Regions from separate parts of the Sus scrofa genome. Here region 1 is linked to region 2. A link is a contact called in public HiChIP or PLAC-seq data. All regions are on one chromosome and are shown on one strand. The core of a region is the stretch at or near the end of the contact, and the rest is flanking DNA. Distances in the headings are between cores, read along the strand shown. Region 1 holds the start of PTS (6-pyruvoyl tetrahydrobiopterin synthase). Region 2 holds the start of SDHD (succinate dehydrogenase complex subunit D).

Evidence for each region. HiChIP or PLAC-seq counts read pairs in DNA pulled down with a chosen protein or histone mark.
Region 1: an H3K27ac HiChIP or PLAC-seq map of alveolar macrophages shows a contact between it and region 2. The contact joins the promoter of PTS here to the promoter of SDHD in region 2. A contact is called at or near these places in 2 of 5 promoter capture datasets (fetal liver and liver), 9 of 47 Hi-C or Micro-C datasets (blood, embryonic fibroblasts, fetal skeletal muscle and 3 more) and 1 of 2 datasets of contacts at active chromatin or transcription factors (alveolar macrophages).

Annotation. Positions count from the first base shown.
Region 1 is chr9:39,917,952-39,923,516 of Sscrofa11.1, forward strand. It overlaps PTS (6-pyruvoyl tetrahydrobiopterin synthase), which reads left to right and starts at 2,206. Exons shown (of 6, transcript XM_005667339.3): 1 at 2,206-2,484; 2 at 4,354-4,433. The coding sequence starts at 2,399.
Region 2 is chr9:39,786,684-39,792,139 of Sscrofa11.1, forward strand. SDHD (succinate dehydrogenase complex subunit D) reads left to right here and starts at 3,971. Exons shown (of 6, transcript NM_001097516.1): 1 at 3,971-4,022. The coding sequence starts at 3,971. It overlaps TIMM8B (mitochondrial import inner membrane translocase subunit Tim8 B), which reads right to left and starts at 3,880. Exons shown (of 2, transcript XM_003129849.5): 1 at 3,698-3,880; 2 at 1,481-1,876. The coding sequence starts at 3,865. The coding sequence ends at 1,709. It overlaps C9H11orf57, which reads left to right. Exons shown (of 6, transcript XM_021062781.1): 6 at 1-1,279.

The sequences.
Region 1 (5,565 bases), core at 956-3,455, 130 kb after region 2:
CTTATCTGGACCCGAAGAGTGAAGGAGACTCCATCTGACTTTTGGGAGGTACACAGACCTATCTGATCTTGTCCATCTTCTGTTTTTAAAACTTTACTCCATTCTACTACATAGGCAATGAAGCCCAAACATATAAAGATCAGCAGTATAAACATAAGAATTTGACCCAGGGATGTCTGAATTCTGTCTTGGCCCTGCCATCTTTAAGGTTGTTTTGTTTGTTTGTTTGTTTGTTTGTTTTGCTTTTTAGGGCCGCACTCATGGCATATGGAAGTTCCCAGGCTAGGGGTAGAATTGGAGCTACAGCTGCCAGCCTACACCACAGCCACAGCAACGCAGGATCCAAGCCGAGTCTGCGACCTAAACCACAAGTCACGACAATGCCAGATCCTTAACCCAGTGAGCCAGGCCAGGGAATGAACCAACTAGGATCCATGAGGTGCGGATCAAACCCGAATCCTCATGGATCCTAGTCAGGTTCATTAACCACTGAGCCATGAAAGGAACTCCTATGAGGTTCTTGAAGGAGAAGACAAAAAGGGTCAATACTTTATAGTCTAGGTACAGCAGAAAGTTCTGGAAATTGAGCATATGACTGAGACATAAAGCTTAGGCAGGGCCTCTTCCTCTCCCTGAGTCCAACTTACCACTGGGCAATGTCCTGAGACTCAAGGAAAGGGAGTATACAAGTGAGGGGAAAGGGATTAGGGGGCTCCCTAGTGACCCGTCTTAACCACGTCTGCAAAGATACTATTTCCAAATAAAACCATATTCTGGGGGGGGGGTACAATTCAATCTGTAGCAGTGTGACTGAGGGTAAATTTGGTGAGTGCCTTTATATAGAATCGACTTTAATAAAATAGAGCAAAAATTCTGCAAATGCAATGATTTTTATTAAAGCAAACAGCAATTTCTCCAAAATTATACCCTTTTAAAATTTTATTTTGATTCTTTAAATCGTTTTTGAAACAAGTGAGGCATTTGTGTAATCGTTAGAGTATCTATGATGTAGTCAGTGCCTGGGGGAACACTGTTTACATTATAAGTGATCTTGGGTAAGTAATTCATTTATAGTAGGCCTGTATTTTCTTATCTGTGAGAGGACTGAGTTAGATTTTGGGTCTCTACCTCAAAAATCTCTGGTTTGGAGTTCCCATCGTGGCACAGCGGAAATGAATCTGACTAGGAACCATGAGGTTGCGGTTCGATCCCTGGCCTCCCTCAATGGGTTAAGGATCTGGCATTGCCGTGAACTGTGGTGTAGGCCATAGATATGGCTTGGATGCTGTGTTGCTGTGGCTGTGGCATAGGCCCTTGGCAACAGCTCTGATTAGACCCCTAGCCTGGGAACCTCCATGTGCCGCAGGTGCGGCCCTAAAAAAAGGACAAAAGACAAAAAACAAAACAAAACAAAACTCTGGTTTATAATTATTCAAAGTTCTTTTACAGTCCAGTGGAGGAGAGGAGAAAAAACTTGAAAATGTGTGAGGAATATTTGCTACATAACATATTAATAATAACGATAATGCAGAATGAACAACATATATAGCTGGAGACAGGAGACATTTGAGAGAAATCATTGGGGCTTATATTTCTGCCATGCCCATGATTTTATCTATTTCCAGTGCCTGGAACATGCCAGCAACATAGTACACACTCGGTAACTAATGAAAGGATGAAGGGAGGCAAGAGATGACATGGTGCATGCTGGCAACTCTAAGTAGTTTGATCACTCCTTAGGAGTAGATGTGAGGAAACAAGATCCTATCACTCCGAGGTGTCTGCGGTGAACAGAAAATTGCTAATGTGTGTATGTTCATGGGTGCATGTGCTTACACTGTGGCAACCAAGTGATAAATGGGTCCATGCAGGAATGTGGACGATAAGGACAGCTTGAGAACTCCCCTTTGTTCCAAACAGTCCAAAGGTAATATCGGTTCTGAAGACCACGTGGTCCTACACGTGCCCTCAAATTTCTCCGCCTTTTAAGCTATAAGTAGACTGGTCCTGGGACTCATCTCATCCTGCCACTGGAGGTTTACACCGTAACCCTGGGCTTTCCAGAAGCGAGTGGGAAGGGCGGCTCAATGAAGTCCCTCCCTGATTCAAAGTAGGCCCACGCGCACCCTAACTGCACGACGTGGCCTCAGGTTTAGCGGACAGAAAAATGAAGGCCACCAGACCCCATCTACTCTAAGGCACGCCCAGCTCTGTGAGCTCTTGCTCTCCCGAGATAACGGAAAGCCCGGTGCGGCCTCCAAGCCGGCAGAGGGAGCTCAGCCGCAGGGCGCTTCCGGGGCGCCTGCCGCACTGCGCAGCCGCGGAGGGAGGCCCCGCCCATTCCCCCAGGCAGGCGGCGGCCCCGGGGCAGGAGGCTCGGCCTTGCCTCGCGGGCGGAATGAGGAGCGACGCTGACTCAGGCCCCCACCGGCGGGCGCGAGTGTCCCGCCTCGCGTCCTTCAGCGCGTCCCATCGGCTCCACAGGTGGGTGTGCCCACGGTGAGAGTAGCGAGGGCGGGGCCTTCGAGGCCTGGGCCTAGGAGGGCCTGGCGCCCGGACGTCGGGGGTCGGCCGGGGTACCCTACGTTGAATAGGCGGGGCGCGCGGCGGGGCGGGGGCGCGCGGCGGCGGGGCGGGGGGGCGCGCGGCGGGGGCGGGGGCGCGCGGCGGGGCGGGGGCGCGCGGCGGGGCGGGGGCGCGCGGCGGGGCGGGGGCGCTGGGTGCCTTCTTAGGGCCGCCGGGCCTCGTCGACCACCTAAGAGCCGTGATAGCGAGTTGACCAGGCTCCAGAGGGGCTGTGCAGTGACTGCGGAGGGCGACGGCCCAGGGTACGCAGCCCGGAGGGTCCTCTCGCTGGCTCTGCGACCTGAACGTACTTCTTGGTCCCTCGGATTGCTCTAATTTAGCTTAGAGGGTCGCTGTGACCTTCAAAGGAGTTGAGCTCGCCCACGTTACGCGGTACCCGGCACATCGTAAACACTCAGTTCATGTTAGCTGCTGTTATGTCAGGAGCATTGGCAAGCAGCACAGTTGGGATTGAACCCAGAGTACTCAGACTGCTGGGTCGAATTGAAGAGTTGATTTTGAGGGGATATTTGCCACTTAGTAGAAGGCTCCACTCTCTGAGCATCTGTTTCCTCCTCTGTGAAACCAGGATAATAATTTCTACCTAAGAGGATTGATGCATTCATTCACAGGACAGGTATTTTTTGTCAGGTCTTGGGCTAGGTAACAGGCATGCAGCAGTGATCAAGACCTGTCTTAGCCTTACTTCTGGAATGTACAAACTGGCCAATTTTTTGGAGGGTAGAGTGAGGTAATTTTGTGCAGAAGCTTTGTGAATTGTGGCACGTGGAATGTAAGAAGTGGGTGAGCAGGAGAGAATGAGGAAAGTAATAGTGTCTCACAGAGAAAGGGGTTATTTAATAGGAAGCTCAAACATGTGAGGGTTGTAGAGCCTCCTTGCAGATGCACTGTTGATTGGACAGGTATAAATATAAAAATCCGTTGAGAAAATTGTTCTCTGTTTAGAACATACGCTGAGTATCGTAATTTTATTTTATTTTTATTATTATTATTTTTGTCTTTAGGGCCACACCTGTGGCATTTGGAGGTTCCCAGGCCTAGGGGTCAAATCAGAGCCGTAGCTGCTGGCCTACACCACAGCCACAGCAATGCCAGATCTGAGCCGCATCTCAACCTACAGCACAGCTCATGGCACTGCCACATCCTTAACCCACTGAGCCCTAGGCCAGGGATTGAACCTGTGTCCTCATGGATGCTAGTCAGATTCATTTCCCTGAGCCACGATGGGAACTCCTCCATGAGTATTGTAATTTTAAAGTTTCACCTAACTCGAATACTCCTCAATGTACAGGTGAAGTTATCAATATTAGGCAATAGTTGAGGGATAATAAAAACGTTTTAAAGGAAAGGTCAGAGATTGTTTTTTGGGAGGAATGAGATTTTAAGCCAGTTGAAAACAAACTTTTTTTTTTTTTTTTTAAATAATTACCATGTGCTTTTGCTTCATTCAGTCGGTGCCTAGTAATATAGTAAATGTTGAGTCGAAAAATGCAAGGGCCTTGAGCAGATTAGTTATTGAAATCTTGCTGTGGATCAAGGATGTTGAATTTATTTTTGCTAATTTGTATGGTATAGTAGTCTAATTAGGGGACATACTCTGGTTCCTGACATAAAATTAAGTAATCAAGTCAAATTGTAACTCTCCATTTGGTGAGCTAAAGAATAATAAATTGTGAAAATTTTCAAAGGCTAGAGCAGACGATAAGTGTAGAGAACAGAGAAGGTGTCTGAAATGTGTCATGTTGACTTTTTTTTTTTTTAAATTAGCAAATCTCTCAGTAATGAAGAAAACTTGAAACTCTTTGGGAAATGCAACAATCCAAATGGCCATGGGCACAATTATAAAGGTGAGAGAAAAACGGGTGAAATTTTCAACAATGATGAAAGAGTGTTTAGCAAATGTAGTCTTACTAAGAAACCTTAGAGACAAACCATGAACACTTTGAGCCTTGAATGAGTAAGGAAATGGAAGAACAAAATGAAAAGATCTGTTGCCTTGGTTAGGTATATCTTGAGTTTTACTTTGCAACTGCCTGCTGTTATAGGTAGTTCAAAACAATGAATGGTTTAAATAATTTTTTCCTTGGCCGTAGAGTACATGACATTCTTTTAGCACTGTATTTCCTTCTAATTGGGTATTACTGAGCCAGTGTTAAGATTAGATTTTATTCTTTGAGTAAATAATGACTGAAGAAGGGGAATATTGGCCCAGGACATGCCGTATGCTAGAAAAATGGGTTAGGGTCTAAAACTTTGCCAGCAGAGATTATTTTTCCAAGAAAGTAATTAATTTTTGCAAGGACAAGACACTTATTATTTGAGATACAGATGATGTCTCAAAAACCAGCTGTATTAACTATAAAGTATCATAGCGTATGTATGATGGAGTAAAAAGACCAGAAAAGATGCTAGATTGGGATTTCTAGTTTAGTTACTGCCTCTTACTTATATCTCTCATTCTTAGTTTGCTCACTTACCACTTAATACCTGATGGTTTGTATTGAGCTGAAAAAAAATGTGAAGGACTCTGATTGTCAAGACTGTCCTCCCTCCCTCCTTCCTTCCTTCCTTTTGCTTTTTAGGGCCACACCTGTGCTATATGGAAATTCCCAGGCTAGGGGTCAAATTGGAGCGGCACCTGCCAGCCTACACCACAGCAGTGCCGATCTGAGCCGCATCTGTGACCTACACTGCAGCTCATGGCAATGCCAGATCCTTAATCCATTGAGCAAGGCCAGGAATCAAACCCGAATCATCATGGATACTGGTCAGGTTCGTAACCTCACTGAGTCACGGTGGGAATTCTCAGGATTTTCAAAAGCTTCATACAAGTACTTGTTAATTTATAGGTCATGACTGTAAACTATGTTTATATTCGCATGAGTAAAGGGATAAGTTTTTGGCCCAGTAGTAGTTTTTTTTGCTCAGAAAGGTACTGCCCAGAATTGTAGCTGGGTTTCTTCTTGTACATTTTCTACT
Region 2 (5,456 bases), core at 2,721-5,220:
CTGGACAGGGTCTGTGAGTACACTGAATATACCCTTAAACATGGTAATTGGATAGTAAAAGGTTTTCTTAGTTCCAATGTTGTTTATTGCCTAAATGGACTTAGGTTCAAAATTATTTCTTCAGTTGTCTTAGGCAAGTTCTAACCAAGTAGGGAAGAATTAGGCATCAGTCGTGCTGTCTAGTAGTGCTCTGAACAGGATTCAGGGCAGCAACTGCTATTTAATTTTGTCTCCCTTATTCATTTCTTACCTGTTAATGAACTTTAGGTTTTCCCTGAAACTAGGTTCAATCAGTTTCAAAATGAAATAGGCTTCTCAGGGACATATCCATTTCTTCCTAGTCTGCCTTTGGATTAAAGCACCAAGCAGAGAACTTACTTCCCTTTGCTGTATACTGTGATCCCTACTATGTTAATTCTTAAGAAGCCAAAATATTACTAGAAGGCTGGCAGAATACAAGTGAATGTTTTCATAATGGAGTATCAAGTAACATTGTTTTTTCCTGGTTATCACTTCATGGGAGGAGTTTCAAAGTTTAAAAACAGTAGACTTTTTGTTCTTGGTTCTGCCACTCATTGGTTGGTTATGAGGTCTGAAGGTAAGTCAACCTCCCTGACCTTCCCCATGAGTAATAGACAAATACTTGATGTTAGCATGATAGGGTAAGACACCAGCAACAGAATATAACTGATAGCATTTCATGAAATGATATTTTGTAGTTCTGAACTATTAAATTTATTCTCTTTACAGAACAGATTTCTAATAAAATACTTAGTCATAAAATACATGGTTGGCCAGAGGTTCCCTACCCCCTTGATTATAAGCAGGTGCTACCTTTTGGGATATTTATTTGAAACATTAATACTTCAGTAATCAATACTCAATTGTTGATATTCTATGGTGTTATATTTTTGGGATTAGCAGGGGCTCAAGGAGGGAAGAACAGTCTGTAATTACTACCTCTTAAACCTGAAGCAATTGTTTTGTTATTAGAGCAAGTGAGATCTTTGTGGAAAGGAGTTTTCAGCATGGGTTTTGTTTTTTAGCATGGTTTCTGTGCTATAAAAGTAGTGATTCTCTGCACAGACTCAGGAAGATGGGCCAGTAGAACAAAGGCATCTCTTGGAAGTTGGTTGTTGGGTCTTGACCTTCCCTTCCTCTCACACTAGCAGGCCTCTTTCCCAGTGAATACACATCTTGTCTGTTTTTTGCCCCTCCCCCGCCCCCATTTACCTTTTCTTGGTCATGTATAAGCAATAAAGCTGTTTTCTGTTCCTCACCTTTCTCAACCCCATATTTTCTTCCTTTCCTTAGGCTAAGGATTTGATGGTTCTTCTAGTCCCCTTAAATATGGCTTAGGGTGGCTCTTCAAAACGTAAGCTCTCCCATTTGCACTACTGGCCTTGGAACATAGTTATTTCTAGTGTTCCTGCCAATCAGATCTATGTATTAAATCCTAAAATGAGATTAAAAAAAAAAAGTTGGAGAACTCACATTTATTGAATAACTTGTTGTGATACAAGGTGGAATTTCTGAATTCCAAATAAATAAATCTCACTTTTTGAACATTCGATCTGTTACTTTTTAGCACCAACAGGCTTGGTAATAGCCTGAAGTTGACAAAAGGTTGACAGTCTTTCCCCACTGGTTCTTCAATCTGCTTAAAAATAAGTCCTTTGCTGCTTCTGTCATTCTCTCAGGGGATGGCCTACTGCCCTCCTTTCTGTACAATCTGGGCAAACCGACTGGTGATAGCAAGAGTGGTGTCAATGAAGCGGTCCACGCAGCTAGAGAGACAATTTTCAGTGCGAGAGTCTAGGCGATTCCCCGGCTTCTCCACACATTTATCCCAACATAGCTCCATGAAGTGATGCACCTAAGAAGAAAGAATAACAGTAACCACTGGGGTCTGCAGACAGGCCAAACTGCTAATTTTCTAATTTCATCTTCTGTCACCCGATTAAATCATTCTTTCTTTCCTCACTTCCTAATTTGTCACCAGTATGGTCCAGATCCTCATCCCTACATTGCAACAATCCTTTTACCCTCTCCTTTTCTATTTTTCTCCTCCTTGGTAATTAAAGAAGTATTTTCCATTAAGTCACTCCAGTATTGGCCAAATGCATCAATTTCTGTCAGCCACTCAGGGCATATTATTTAACCCCACTCCATACTGATGGGGGTCCACACACATACTCAACATTACTCTTCATACTGCCGGAATGCCCTCCCTAAAGATTTTTTAAATTTTCTAATTGTATCCAGTCCCCATTTGCAAAATTTCAGGCAGGATCAATATCTTTTATATATATACGTCTTTAAAATTTTAGGGTGGTCTTTTTTAGGGCTGAACCCGTGGCACATGGACGTTCCCAGGCTAGGGGTCTAATTGGAGCTGTAGCTGCCAGCCTACACCAGAGCCACAACAACATGGCATCTGAGCCATGTCTGCAACCTACATCACAGCTCATGGCCACGCCAGATCCTCAACCCACTGAGCAAGGCCAGGGATAGAACCCGCAACCTCATGGTTCCTAGTCGGATTCATTAACCACTGAGCCACTATAGGAACTCCACCTTTTATATTCTTAAACTAGCCCCAGTGAAAAATGGTGAAGTATGGAACCAATTAACTCTCCCAAACCACTGCACCTATCTCATTCCAAAACTATTTCTAGTAGTTACTATTTTTTTTTTTTTTTTTACGTGGAGGTGGGGTGGGGGCTCATGGACATATTTGAGAATCCGATAAAGGTTATGGATCTAATCTACGGAAAAATGCACAAACAGGCACAGAACATGTGTGCATGTTCACAATGTTCACGACCCAGACTTTTTTTGCCACTCCTGCGACATACGGAAGCTCTCCTGGGCCAGGAATCGAACCCGAGTCACAACCGAATCCCTAACCGCTAGGCCACCAGGGACAGCCAGGAGCCAGAGATTTCTAACGAGGGTTCTCACTACTACCGTGAACCCTCCCCTTCCCACCACCCCACTCCTCCCCAAAAAGAGGAATAACAATTTACAGAGGGCCATTTAACTATTTTGGGAGGCTGGGAACTAAACATTCAGTCAATCCCTTCTGCGGTCCTAAAAGACGACTTTCACCTCCATTTAAGAGGCGCGGTTAACTAACTGAACCAAAGCCATGCAGCCAGTAAAGGACCACGCCAGGGTCTGAAACATGCCTAAGGGGCTACAAAGCTCTGGTTCTAAATAGTCTAGAGTGACGACTTCAGAGCCCACCTTTTTCTAATAATTCTCTACTGCTTCGTTTTCAAATTCATTACGGCATATGAGCCTCACCATCAACAGTGAGGCAGCCGGCGACTGCGAAATCAAGTCCTACGGTGGATGAGTGTTTTGTCTACGGGCACGGGCCCTGTAAAGAGCAGACAGGATTATAACCCGAATCTTCCGAATGCCAGCCTAGATAGACCGCGTCCAAACTAAGCTCCCGTGTACTTGCCTCGCCGGAAATTTTCTTCCCCCCACGCTAGGTGTGCTTAGCGGGCAACTGAACACTATGGGTCACCAGTGGCAGGATTGACTCGTTACTTTGGTGAAGGAAACCCGGCGCTGCAAGGACGGAGCCTCGGGCGGCCGCTTCGCGCCGCCAGCGTTCGGAACTCCGCGGGTGCCGGGGACCTGACCTGACCCGCCTTCCTTCTCACACTGGTTCCCGTCCCCAAACCTGTGCAGTGAACTGCGCCTTCTGCTGTTCGGCCGCCACCAGGCGCTGCAACTCGGCCTCGTCCGCCTCACCCAGCTCCGCCATCTTCCGCGTCAGCCTCGCGACCTTTCGTCGGATCTGTGTGCGCCGGTGCAGCGGGCGCGTGCCGACCCCCGACTTCCGGTTCATCGGCGCTTTTCTTTTCTTTGGTCGTTTTCTTTTGTCGTCACTGGGTGGATGTTGTCGTGTGACTGCTTCCGGGTTGCGGGATGACCTTGAGCCTTCAGGAAAGACATGGCGACTCTCTGGAGGCTCAGTGTTCTTTGCGGTGCCCGAGGAGGAGGAGGTGAGGGATCTGGGCAGCCGGAGGTTCTTAGAGCAGTCTCCTGCCGGGGAAAGGATGCGGTGAGGATTCGTCTACTGGGCGATGAGATCTCTGGAGCAGGGGATCCCTTCTCCTTTGGCTGTTCTGGCTCCTGCCGAAACTACAGCAAAGACCAGCTGTGGACCCAGGTGTTCACCTGAGTGCATATCTCCCCTGCTCTGGGCTGGCGCCGTGATGGGATAATCTGAAAGAGAGTTCCTTCTGAAAGTTGAAGTCCTGCTCAGGGTATTCATAAGAGTTCTCTTTTTCTCCCGACTTACTGTCTTGAGAATGCTCCCACCCAGAATCGGAAGAGTGCCGGGATCTAAGTTCCAGTCTAAGTCTTGCCCTTTTCCCCTGGAGTTCATTTTGATAATTATTGAAGTGGGCATTTGTGTTAGACCAGGCATTGTAGTATGGTTGGCATACAAATGTGAATAACACAATTCCAGCTCTCAAAGAGTTTTCATTTTTATAGGGAAAATAACGTGTAAAAATAATTTAACATAAAGCAAAAACTATTGTGCTTTATGTAAACTGGTTGCTAGTCCAGAGGAAGAATGTATTGGCCTTGTGTTTTAGAAGAATTTTCTTGCCTCGGTTCCTGAAGGAGATGGGTTGATTTGAGTTTTGTGTGTGTGTGTGTGTGTGTGTGTGTGTGTGTGTGTTTCATTTTAGGGCCACATCAGTGGCATATGGAAGTTCCCAGGCAAGGGGTGGAATCAGAGCTGTAGTTGCTGGCCTATACCACAGCCACAGCAATGCAGGATCTGAGCCGAGCGTGCAACCTACACCACACACTGGATCCTTAACCCGCTGAGCAAAGCCAGGGATCGAACCTGCATCCCCATGGATGCTAGTCAGATTCGTTTCTGCTGAGCCACGACAGGAACTCCCTGATTTGAGTCTTGAAAGTGAGGAAAGGCACAGGAAAAAGGGCACAGGGTATTATAGTTAGAGCTACTGGGATGAGCAAAAGCAATGAGGAAGATATATATAGAAACTGCTTGTTATGAGAGAAGACAAATTGGGTATTAGAATGTGAAGCTCAGGGTGATGAATGGCATGGTTCTGGAAAGGTGAATTGAAATAAAATCACAGAAGAACTTACCTTGATAAGAAGTATGCATTTTGGGAGTTCCAATTGGGATTCAGCGGGTTACAAACCTGGCTGGTATCCATGAGGACTCGGGTTTGATCCCTGGCCTTGACGGTGGGTTAAGGATCCGGTGTTGCCATGAGCTGTGGTGTAGGTCATAGACATGGCTTGGATCTGGCGTGGCTGTGGCCAGCAGCTACAGCTCCGATTCGACCCCTAGTCTGGGAACTTACATATGCTACAAGTGTGGCCCTAAAAAAAAAAAAAAAAGTATGCATTTTACTTTGTATGAAGGGTTGCCACTGAAAGATTTGACC